2 separate regions of the Triticum aestivum genome follow, and region 2 is linked to region 1. Evidence: chromatin contacts called from public HiCAR-type data. All regions are on one chromosome and are shown on one strand. The core of a region is the stretch at or near the end of the contact, and the rest is flanking DNA. Distances in the headings are between cores, read along the strand shown.

Region 1 (5,639 bases), core at 2,165-4,664:
TGGGCAGCTGGAGATGTATGTTTTGATATGGTTCCTGCAAATAAATATAGCTGGAAAAAGACTGTCTGACAAAGAATGGCTGGAATTAAGAGCGCCCAGCCCAAGAATATGACTGATGTCCTGTCTAATGGATTGGATGCTTGCACTAAGCAGTTGTTCGTTTGGAAAATGTTCTCACATGCTTATTTTGATGGAGGAAGACGATGCCAATCCTAAGACTAGTCAGATTTTTTCTTTTTCTGTAGCTAGACTTGCTTAGTTCACTATTTGGATCCTTTGGTCCGTTGCTACTATAATATTTATGGACTAGTAAAATATTAGCAGGGGTCTTACTGCTTACATAAAAAAAAAGTTAGAAATAGTCTGAAGCACATACCACTAGCTTCTGAATTGCAGCCTCAGCTTTCGCTTTTTGAAGATTCTCCCAAGCAGTAAGTTTTGCTTCTTCTCTCTCAACCCTTTTAACAATGGTAGAGTTATCAGTATTTCATGATTTCATCGAATAAATTTACTTTGCAGAGTTTTAGCAACCGTAAAAAAATTCGATATTTGCACATCATACGAGATAAGCAGGTCATGTTATGCATTTTTCCCTTTTTCAGAAGTTAAGCTACAAGTATTACTGCACGAAAGTGGTTTAAAATAGCAGAGGTATGCCTGAACAAAAAGCAGCATTTATCATAACAGTCCCTTACTTTAATGTGCATTTCGTTTCAGATGATTCCCAGGAAGAAGATTTAGAGTCCACCGTCTTTTTATTCCACTCTAACATATTTGTAGAATTCTTGTTAGAGCCTTGTGTTACATGTTTCTTGGACCATCTGGTAAGACTCACTCGCTCATCCATCTGCACATCCCTGATCTCAAGATCAGAGAAACAGCTCTCCCTCTCTTTGGCTTGTTGCATTGAGAATGAGCGAACAAATGAAGGCCTGGCACTGGGCGAAGAAGACCTACTTAGATCTGGACTAGTTTGAGTCGCGGTATCCTTCCTTGAAGTTATAGGGGTGATAATGGGGGCTGAATCTTCTACGAACTCAGCCTCTTCATCTGATATGAAACCAAACAAAGAAGCATCAGCTGAAGATTTACTTAATTTTCATTAAGTACAGTAAAAACGTAAGATCAATTTCTGGTGTTATTCAGCTTAGAAGTGCTATGATAAAATCAATTACCAAGATACCAAATGCCAAAAACTAATGTTTGTAGTGCAACTCATGAGGAGTTTCACAATTTAACAATGCTTTAGCAACCAGAGAGACAACCGCAAACCCCAAACAGAGTGTTATCCTCTACACGTTTATACTTTGTAGACCCATAATTCCACACTAAGCAATAGGCTAAATATGACGGGTAGCAATTTCTTAATACCTTGTACAGATTCTTGGGTGCTAGGCAATGACGCAGATGACTCGACTGCAGTATCTAGTCGTCGGCGCACCGTGGTAGATTGGGTAGCAGGAGACCCGATATCTGCTAGAGAAGACCTGCCAACTATGCCAATACCGAATTCGGTACCAGCTGTTCCACTCGTATACCTCCCAACATTACTTTTCGCCCCACCATAATGTTCAGGTATCAGTACTCCAGCCAAGAAAGGTGAGTTTGCTGCTAAATGCCCAACTCTCCCACTGTCAAACAAAGACACGGATGAAGATACAGATGAATACTGTCCACCAAGTCTTCCAGGAGGCCCAAGAGGACCGCTTTTGGCCTTTGGCCGCCGAGCATGGGGCAATGTGGCGGTCTTCTCACGTGCATCGCCGGAGTTTGACTTGGGACTGAAGATCCACCTCTCCGCATCCTCCCATTTTGAGGGCAATGTCCTCCTGTTATTGAGAGGGAATGCCATGCTGCTGCCTGGGTACCTCCTAGTATTATTACCTTTGGAAGGAAGGGGCACTCTCTCCGAGCTCCACCCCTTTTGGTACCCCAAGGCCGACGGCCGGTGCCGCCGCGGGTAGCTCGGCGTGCCGGGGCTAGGGAACACGCCGGAGCTTATCTGCGATGACACAAGTCCCTTGCTTACAAACCCGGCACCTCCAACCACAAAGCCCGGAGAAAACGGAGTCCCGCTGTTGAACCCGGCGCTGCCGAAGTCGAGCGAGGCTGGCCGCTGCTTCAGCCCCTTCCTACCGTGCAGGTAAGCAGCCTCTGTCCGGCACCGTCGCTGGCTCTGGCATTCTGTCGAACAGCACACAAGCATACAAGATTGGGAAACCTCACACCACCTAGTACGTCGCAAACTTCGAAATCTCGTACCTCGGATGGCAGTGGCGCCGCCCGCCGGACTCTTGGCCGGTTCTTGCCACTCTCCCTTCACCCCACACTGCGCCTCCTCCTCGTCGTCGTGCGGCTCCGTGAACGCTGCAGAGGCTTCAGGGAGCGCAAACTCGCTTAAAAGGGCTGTAAAGTGGAGCTCCAGCGGAGCAGCAAGAACGCTGGTAAGAATACAAGGTGTGAGCTGTGTGCTCACCACTGGAGGATGAAGTGGCGGCCAGCCCGTCTGTCTCCAGATCTGTGTCCATGTCGCCATCCGCGCGCACGAATCCGGCCAAAGGCTGCAGCCAACCATCAAGCACCGATTAAAAAGTTAATCTTGCAAAGCTGGAGACTGGAGAGAATCCCAGGGTGGGTGGTGCCCCCCCTCCGCTCCTTTTTCGCTTGCTAGCGAGGGCGATGCTGCAAGAATCAAGATGGCGATGATGGTGCCTATCCTCAAGCCTCGGGCCCTCCAGCTTTGTCGTTAGATCGCTAGATTCACTCACTAATCATGTCATTTCTGGGTTTTACCATCCACTTTCTGGAAAGGCTCCTGTGGTCACCTGCGACAGGCCATGGTGCTATCTGGCTAGATCGGCATGGCGCCATGCCCATGCCACCGCTCGTGGCAGTAAGAGATTCTATGTGCGAATATTAATCCAAATGAAATCGACAGAGACGCCCAAGGAAGGTGGTAGCAATGGAGGAGGGGGGCGAAGACCAACCGAGTCGCAGCCGAAGGAGCCGCTGCCGCTGCTCGTCGAGTAGCTGTCGCCCGCCTCGGCTCTTCCCCACCGACGCCGCCCCCTCCGCCGCCGCATTGCCCTCTCCGACGCCGACGCCGACGCCGACGCAACCCCCTCCTCCTCCCCCATTACGCCCCGGAGCTCCAGCTCGCAATCACCGGCGCCGCGCATTTTTGTCTCAAAAACAAGAAAGCAAGAATCCCACCTGCCGCCTGCCTCGTCAGTGAGTTTGCTGTGCTCTCCCACTCAATCGGCGGTGGCCATTAAAAGTGGCGGGTATGGAAGAGTGAGAAGTCCTGGCATTTTAATAGACGTGTCAGGCGGCGAGGCGGAGTGGATTGGGACGTGGGTGTACGTCCGGCATCTCGAGGCCGCGAGGCGAGGCAACGTGAGCCGAGAGCTCAAGAACGTGCGCGGCGCTGAAATCAACGGACAGTTTTATCGACTAGTTTGCCCCCGATCGGCGCCCCCGTCCATGTCGGTGTCGTCCTTGTTGTTTCTTCTGCCCCGCGGCGCAGGGAACCTCACCTCACCAACTCCACCCACCTCACCTCTCGTGCCGTCGCCGCCCGTCTCCGTACCAGGTTTACCCCAGCATGGCTGTCTCGTGACGACTATCTAACAGTCGGTCGGTCGCTGTGAAACAATGGCAATGGCATGCATCCGACGGCGTCCAGGTCGAGGAGTGAAAGTCCAGGCGTGATGCAGGCGGGGGCGGGGTCCCGGCTGACCCCGCGCCACGGTGGCCGCAGCTGGAACGACGGCGACCTCTCTGCTGCAGGGCGCGCAGTTTCAGCGCATTGGGCTAACCATGGAGCATGTAGATCTACTGCGGTGGAACAATGGGGGTTCAGGTTGCATGGGTCCGCTGGATGGGAGCGCCGGCAGGTGGTTGAAGGCGTGGAGCACGGTAGCAGTGTACCAGCGGCTGTGGCCACGTGCCGTGCTACTGCTGTGTCGCCACGGTTCGCTGAACGTAGCACAGAGCTTGGGGGTGTGCGATGTGTCATGTGTGCATCGTTTGGTGGCAGGAACGTTCCTAAGGTGTACCAAAGGAGAGCTCCTATGTGACGCTAATTGCGCCGAAATGTCGGCGTTTCGCACTGGCGTGCCGAAACTGGGCCGGCCCATTTGGCCATTCGCGAGATGAAAAAATGCGAGAAAAGTAATACGCAGGTATGGGATTCGAACGGACGACTTCGTGGACTAGCGCACGCTATGCTAGCCACTGCGCCAAACTAGTTTTACTGCTAAACTTGCAGCGGGAGTGTATAAGAAACAACAATGACATCGATTAGACTTAATGTTTGATAGAAAATCCAAAAATTGCAAACGCGAACATTTTTCAAAATTACGGACAAATTTGTAACAGAAAATTTCGAAAAAACGAACAAATTTATAAATTCAGAACATTTTTTAGAAAAAATGAACAAAATCTACAATTGTAAACTTTTTTCAGAACACAAACAAAATTTAAAAGTGAGAACATTTTTTTGAAAATGCGAACAAAAATTTGAAACTCCAAGAAATTTTTATACATGATTTTCTTTGGAAATTTAGAACAATTTTTAACAATGCGAACAATTTTTGAAAATGTGAACAAAATTATAAATTTTGAACATTTTTCAGAACATGAACAAAACTCCAAGAACATTTTTTGAAGCGATGAACAAATTTCGAAATTACAAACATTTTGCAAATTGAGAACAAATTTTTGAAAATGGAACAAAATTTGGAAGTTTGAACATCTTTTTGAGTTGTAAGAAAAAATGTGAAATCAGGAACATTTTTCGAAATTGTGAACAAAAATTTGGCAATGTGAACACTATTTCAAAAACATGAACAAATTTTGACAAACAAGATTTTTATTGAAAATTCTTAACAATATTTTAACTTAAAATGAAAAGAAAAAATAAAGAAAACGAAAGAACAGAAAAAGACAGTGAAGAAAACCCGAAAAAACCAGTAGAAGGAACAAAAGTTTTTTGGAAATTCCGTGAACTGGTTTTTAGTTTTGTCGCTGATGTGTGTTTATATACGTTTCGCGTTGTAGTTTGTTACCTTGTACGAAGCAGTCCTGGTGGCTAGCGCCGCCTGTACATCTACATTTGGTGCTGGGTTCGATCCCTGGCGCAAACATTTTTAAGAGGAAAGTATCGTTTTCCCCCTCAAATCTTTCATGATGGATCAAATCCTCCCTCAAGTCTAAAACCGGATTAATCACCCCCTCAAATCTGTAATACCGGATCAATTAGGCCCCGAGTGGTTTTGAGCAGGATTTTAGGTGGTTTTGGAGAAGAATCGCACGATTTCGAACTTGTCGGGTGGCGGCGAGCGAGCCCGTCGAGGACTTTGCTACCAGCTCATTCTCCACGTGTCCATCATGACGTACTGCAGCAGTAGCCACGCTATGCCCATTTGTGCCGCCATCTGCAGCCTGCGCGTCTCGGCGCACGCGGCCATGGTGGCCACTGTGCCAGTCGCCGTCGCGTGCCCGATCCCCATGAGCCGCAGCGGCGCGAACGCCACGGATGATGCAACGGCCCTGTTATGATCGTGACGCAGGTGGCGACGAGCACCGTCTCGATGGACGTCGGCGGCGCTGCCCGTGATGTGGGAGTCCGTCTTCGT
Region 2 (5,639 bases), core at 1,518-4,017, 200 kb before region 1:
CGATTTAAGAATTTGTAACAAGCTGAAGGCCCCTGTCAGGACCCCACCGACTTCGACACCACGCACGTGTCAGGTCAAAAAACTTGTAAAATAATTTTGAGAATTCAGTTTAATCTCAGAAAAATAATGCCAGTTGTTCTAACTCTGAATTTAGTAATTTTAACCTATAAAGTTGTAGAATGTCATTCTAAAGATCAACTTAGTCCTAAACCATTTGTGAAGTCATCGAAAAACATTGGCATAGAAAGTACAGTTTATACTTAGAGGAATTTTTTGGATTCACCAAACAGAAAGGGGATATGCAGCTACTGATGCAATAAAAGCATGCTTAGTATTGCAGGGTGTAACTCAGCATCCATAGGAAAATGGAAAAAACATGCTTAGTACTGCGGCGTCTAACTCAGCCATCCATAAGAAAATGGAAAAGGCATGCTTAGTACCGTGACGTCTAATATACCATCCATAAGAAAATGGAATGTACTATACCAAACAACAGGCTAAATTGTTGATTTATACATAGAAATAGGAAAGTTTGGGATCGACGAGAGACAATCAATTACCTCTCTTTTCTGCATTTCCAGTATCTCTTTCTGCACGACGATGAAAAGAAACAATTAGTACCGCGTTCGCAATAAAGGAGCTATTAATCTTGTTTTAAGTATGGTATATAGTCCTATTTACTGAGATTTTGGCAGCCATAAACAATATCTCATATAAGCTAGTACGAGAATAGGATCACTACATGTTACAACAACATGGTATTGTGACATGTATATGAAAGAGTGCCCCGTTATGCACGAACACATCATACATTGCACGGCCATATGGGCTGAAATTAGATACTCTCTCCATCCCATATTATTGTCGCTTAAACGAATGTATCTAGCACTAAAATACGTCTAGATACATCCATTTCAGCAACAATTAATATGGGACGGAGCAACACTTCCAAATATGAGAATAAAGCCATCACCCTGAAAATTGATTAGGCAAATTACTGCGACAACACATTACTGTGAAGCTAATATATCAAGGTTAAAGCACAAGAGACTGAATATTCCACACTTAGGTTCAAAGATCGGAATGTTTCTGATAAACAGAGGTTGTACCAAGACAAAAGGAACAGGTCACGGTGAATGCTTCACCAATCACCACGAACACTCTGATGCCAACATGGACAAAACAAGCAAAATAGCTACCAGTGGGGTCTACAGACTGAAACTATCCACTTCAGAGTCCATTGCTATAAATCCTCCTTTACACAGAATGTACTGAAGTTGCACATTTAGCATGTCCAATAGCAGAGTTTGTAGAAAAGCTACCTGTTTCCTCACCAGTTCCTCGTTCAGGTCCTTGAGCTTCTGAACTTCGGCTTCCAACTCCATTGTATAAGCCTGCGCAGATAAGGAAATTGTTACCAAAACAGGAAACTCCAGCAGATGGGCTTCAGGAGTAAGTAAGAACGCATAGATAGTGTAGAAGATGCTAAAAATACCTGCTTGCGGGCACGGGACCTGGCGGCGGACTCCCTGTTCTTGATCATCCTCCTCTGCCTCCTCTCCACCACCTTCTCCACGCCGCCGCCAGTCCTCCTCCCCCTCACAATCCCCTCGAACGAGTACGGCATTGGTTCCGACGGCGATGACAGATCCTCGCTCCCCTTGCCGCCGGAATCAACCGGGTTGACCGCAGTTTGCACAACCAGGGGGGCGCCTCCCATACCCACTGCCCTCGGCATGAGCCCATTGGCCAAGGCCAGATCCCCCATGGCGACCGGCGGGAACCCCAGCGCCGCCGCGCCGGCGTCGTTGGCGCTCGGGAAGTTCCCGTAGAAGGAAGGGCCTTTAGGGACAACGGGGACCGGCCGCGGCTGCATGGGCGGGGCCGGCACTGCAGGAGCGGTGGGGATCTCTCGCACCACGCCGGCTTTGACCAGGAACTCCTCCAGGGTCATCTCCCCGAGCGTCGCCTGCCGATGGGGCTGCGGCTCGGCACCCTCTGCACCCACCGGAAGCGGGTCATCGCGCACGAGGTTGCGCCACACCTCGTCGACCGTCTTGGCGCTGAGGGTGCGGGGCAGCGTGAGCGAGCCCTGGCCCTGCAGCGACGTGGGCGGCGGGCCGGCGCCCGCGCCCGAGGCCGAGGCGGCCATGGCCTGGCTCTCCTCGGCGGTCCAGATGCTCCGGAGCAGCTCGTCCATGTTCATGGAGCTGAAGTCCTTGCCGAGGTCGCTGCCTCCCACGCCGGCGCCCCCGCCGAGCGTGCTCTGGAACTCCTCGAACGTCAGGGAGTAGATGGACCCCTGCCTCGTCAGCGGCGCCGCCTCCGCCGGCCCGCGCTCCGAGGACGACCCGCCGTTGCTGCTCCTGAAGTCCATGATCCCCTCCGTCCCTCCCCACCGGTCCTCCTTGAGCATCAAACGGACACGGACACCAGGAGAGAAGAGAATTCGCCTCAAACCGCAGCGGGTCACATGCGTTTCCTGGAAAGGCCAGAGACAGATGAGACAGAGAGAGGGAGAGAGAGTGGTGGGTGAGAGGCGAGGCGAGGCGAGGAGGGTGGCGAGAGTGAGACCTGGCGACGACGGCGACGACGAGTTTGTTGCGGTGTGGGTGCGAAATGTGGGTAGCGCAGCGCAGAGGATCCTGGTGAGGTCTGGCCGTCGTGGGCAGCGCAGTGGGGCGGGAGGGAGGGTGCTCCCCCTCCGCCCCGGTAGTTAATACTACGTGGCGGGCTCCGGGGGCCTCGACGCGGACCTGTGGGCCAATCAGCGGGCAACGCGTGGAGGCGCTGGCTCCGTCAGTTGCTGCGATGGCGGCTTCCGGACAAAAATATCCTCAAGGCCAGGGCGGCTCTGCACCCGTGGGGCCCCGCGCCCAGCCTCCCGCTGTTGGTGGTGGTTAGTGTCTCCCTTCACCGTGGGCCGACCTGCCGGGTTGGGTACAGCAAAATTGCAGGGGGTTTTGTTCTTTACAAAAATGTGAATGTTTTGTTCTCTACTACTTCCTCCGTTTCAAAATAGATGACTCAACTTTATACTAAGTTGGGTCATCTATTTTGAAACGGAGGGAGTAGAACATCGATGTTTCTCTTTCAAAGAAAAGAACATCAATATTTCAGAAGAAAAACCTTGGAGTAGTTTAACCAATAAGCAAACTAAAAACCTATTCTTTCCATTTTACAAGTCAGTAAATGGAAGCGGTGAAGGGAATAAAAATAAATGTTGTTGTCGGTCAAATCCATTGTGTGCAATTAATATCAATGCACATTTTTTGTTAAATCTATTGTGTAAAATCTTCATTATCTTTTCTACATGCGACGACAGCCGAAAAAAGGATGTAGAAAGCACTCGCGGAGACACAAGTTCACATGGTTGATGCCGCAGAATAGAGTCACCGTGGTTCACGCACGGGGCTGCCGGTTTTGCGTGGTTGGTGATGCAACCCTTCATGACAACTTTGCGTAAGGGAACCGCTACCTCGACGAGGAAAATGTGGCCGCTCTATCTATTTCTTCTTCGGTAGTTGAGTGATGCATGTCCTCTTGAACGTTTCGAAGAACGACTAGATAGACACATCTTCAATGAGGCAACATTGAATTGTCGTGAGGTATGTGTCATCTCTATCTCTTGCAATACTAGCGAGCAAACCGCTAACGTAAGTGTGTCTGGGGATTAGTCTCACGCAGACACTAGGGGGTCAATTCTACCTTCGGTTCACAAGAAACTGACGTTTTGGTCATTGCCAACGTCTTCCAATGTGACATTGACCACCAAATTGTACTATACTATTTAAAGGTTTTGAAGAACGATCGGATAAACACATCTTCGATGCAGCAACATTGAATTGTCAAGAAGTAACTGTCACCTCTATCTCTTGCAATATTGGCGAGCAAACACTAACGTAAAAGTGTTTATGGCTTAGTCTCATGTGGACGCTAGGGGGTCCTTTCTACCTCTGGGTCACAAGAAACTGACATTTTGGACATTGGCGTGGTCTATCGATGTGACCTTGACCACCAAATTGTACTATAATATTTGGACGTTTCGAAGAACGACTGGTAGACACATATGTAATGAGGCACCATTGAATTGTCATGAGGTACGTGGCATCTCTATCTCTTGCAAGACTAGCAAGCAAACCGCTAACGTTGGTGTTTCTAGGAATTAGTCTCATGTGGATGCTAGGGGTCCTTTCTACCTCGGGTTTATAAGAAACTGGCATTTTGGACATTGGCGAGGTCTTCAAATGTGACCTTGACCACCAAATTGCACTATAATATTTGAAAGTTTTGAAGAGTAGACACATCTACAATGGAGCAACACTTAGTTGTCGTGAGGTAACCGACATCTCTATCTCTTGCAATACTGGCGAGCAAACCACTAACGTATGTGTGTTTAGGTCTTAGTCTCATGGAGACGCTAGGGGGTCCTTTCTACCTCTGGGTCACAAACTAATGGTTTGGACATTGGCATGGTCTTTCGACGTGACCTTGACCACCAAATTGTACTATAATATATGGATGTTTCGAAGAACGACTAGATAGACACATCTCCAATGAGTAAAATTGAATTGTCGTGATTAGTCTCATCAAGACCCTAGGGTCCATTCTACCTCTAGTTCACAAGAAACTAACATTTTGGGCTTTGGAAAGGTCTTCAAATGTGACCTTGACCACCAAATTGTACCATAATATTTAAATGTTTCGAAGAACGACTATATAGACACATCTTCAATGAGGCAACATTGAATTTTCACGAGGTACCTGGCATCTCTATCTCTTGCAATTCTAGCTAGCAACCCACTAACATAAATGTGTCTAGGGATTAGTCTGATGTGGACACTCGGGGATCCTTTCTTTACCTCCGGTTTAAAATAAACTGGCGTTTTGGGCACAAGGTCTTCAAGTCTGACCTTCGCCACCAAATCGTACTGTAATATTTGAATGTTTTGAAGAACGACTAGATGGACACATCTCCAATGAGATAACAATGAATTACCATGAGGTACATGGCATCTCTATCTCTTGCATTACTAGTGAGCAAACCGCTAACATAGGTGTGTTTAGAGATTAGTCTCATGAGGATGCAAGGTGGTCCATTCTATCTACGGTTCACAAGAAACTAATGTTTTGAACATTTGCACGGTCTTCAGATGCGATCTTGACCATCAAATTGTGCTATAATATTTGAACATTTCAAAGAATGATTACATATACACATCTCCAATGCAACAAGATAGAACTATCGTGATGTACGTTGCATTTTAAAATCTTGCAATACTAGCGAGCAAATGGCTAACGTAAGTGTGTCTAGGATTGATCACTAGTTGAACAATATATGTATGAACATAATAAAATTGTGAACATCCTGTAAAACATTTGTGAGGAAAATTTAAGATAAGGGCATCTCCAACGCCCCCCACCCAATCGAGAGTCACTATCCATTTGCGGACGCATTCGATGACAGGGATATGGGAGGCGGCCATCCAATGTTGTCCCGAAATGTCGGCCCAAGTCCGCAATCATCCAGATATATTTGAAGTACAATAATGATCAGTAGTAATTTGATGAGCAAATAAAAGTGCATATGTATGCTTCACAACCAAAAAATGGTGGATGTCCATTGGTTTTTACAAGCG

What was found. HiCAR-type assays count read pairs that join an accessible place to other places.
Region 2: a HiCAR-type map of leaf shows a contact between it and region 1, with 10 times the contacts expected there. The contact joins the promoter of LOC123112190 here to the promoter of LOC123112189 in region 1. A contact is called at or near these places in 2 of 5 Hi-C or Micro-C datasets (both in leaf) and 1 of 1 datasets of contacts at active chromatin or transcription factors (leaf).

The regions. Positions count from the first base shown.
Region 1 is chr5B:418,692,619-418,698,257 of IWGSC CS RefSeq v2.1, reverse strand. It overlaps LOC123112189, which reads right to left and starts at 3,414. Exons shown (of 9, transcript XR_006455266.1): 1 at 2,988-3,414; 2 at 2,477-2,561; 3 at 2,263-2,376; 4 at 1,372-2,184; 5 at 696-1,050; 6 at 377-458.
Region 2 is chr5B:418,887,894-418,893,532 of IWGSC CS RefSeq v2.1, reverse strand. It overlaps LOC123112190 (bZIP transcription factor TRAB1), which reads right to left and starts at 2,767. Exons shown (of 5, transcript XM_044533122.1): 1 at 2,575-2,767; 2 at 1,496-2,482; 3 at 1,323-1,394; 4 at 561-590. The coding sequence starts at 2,416.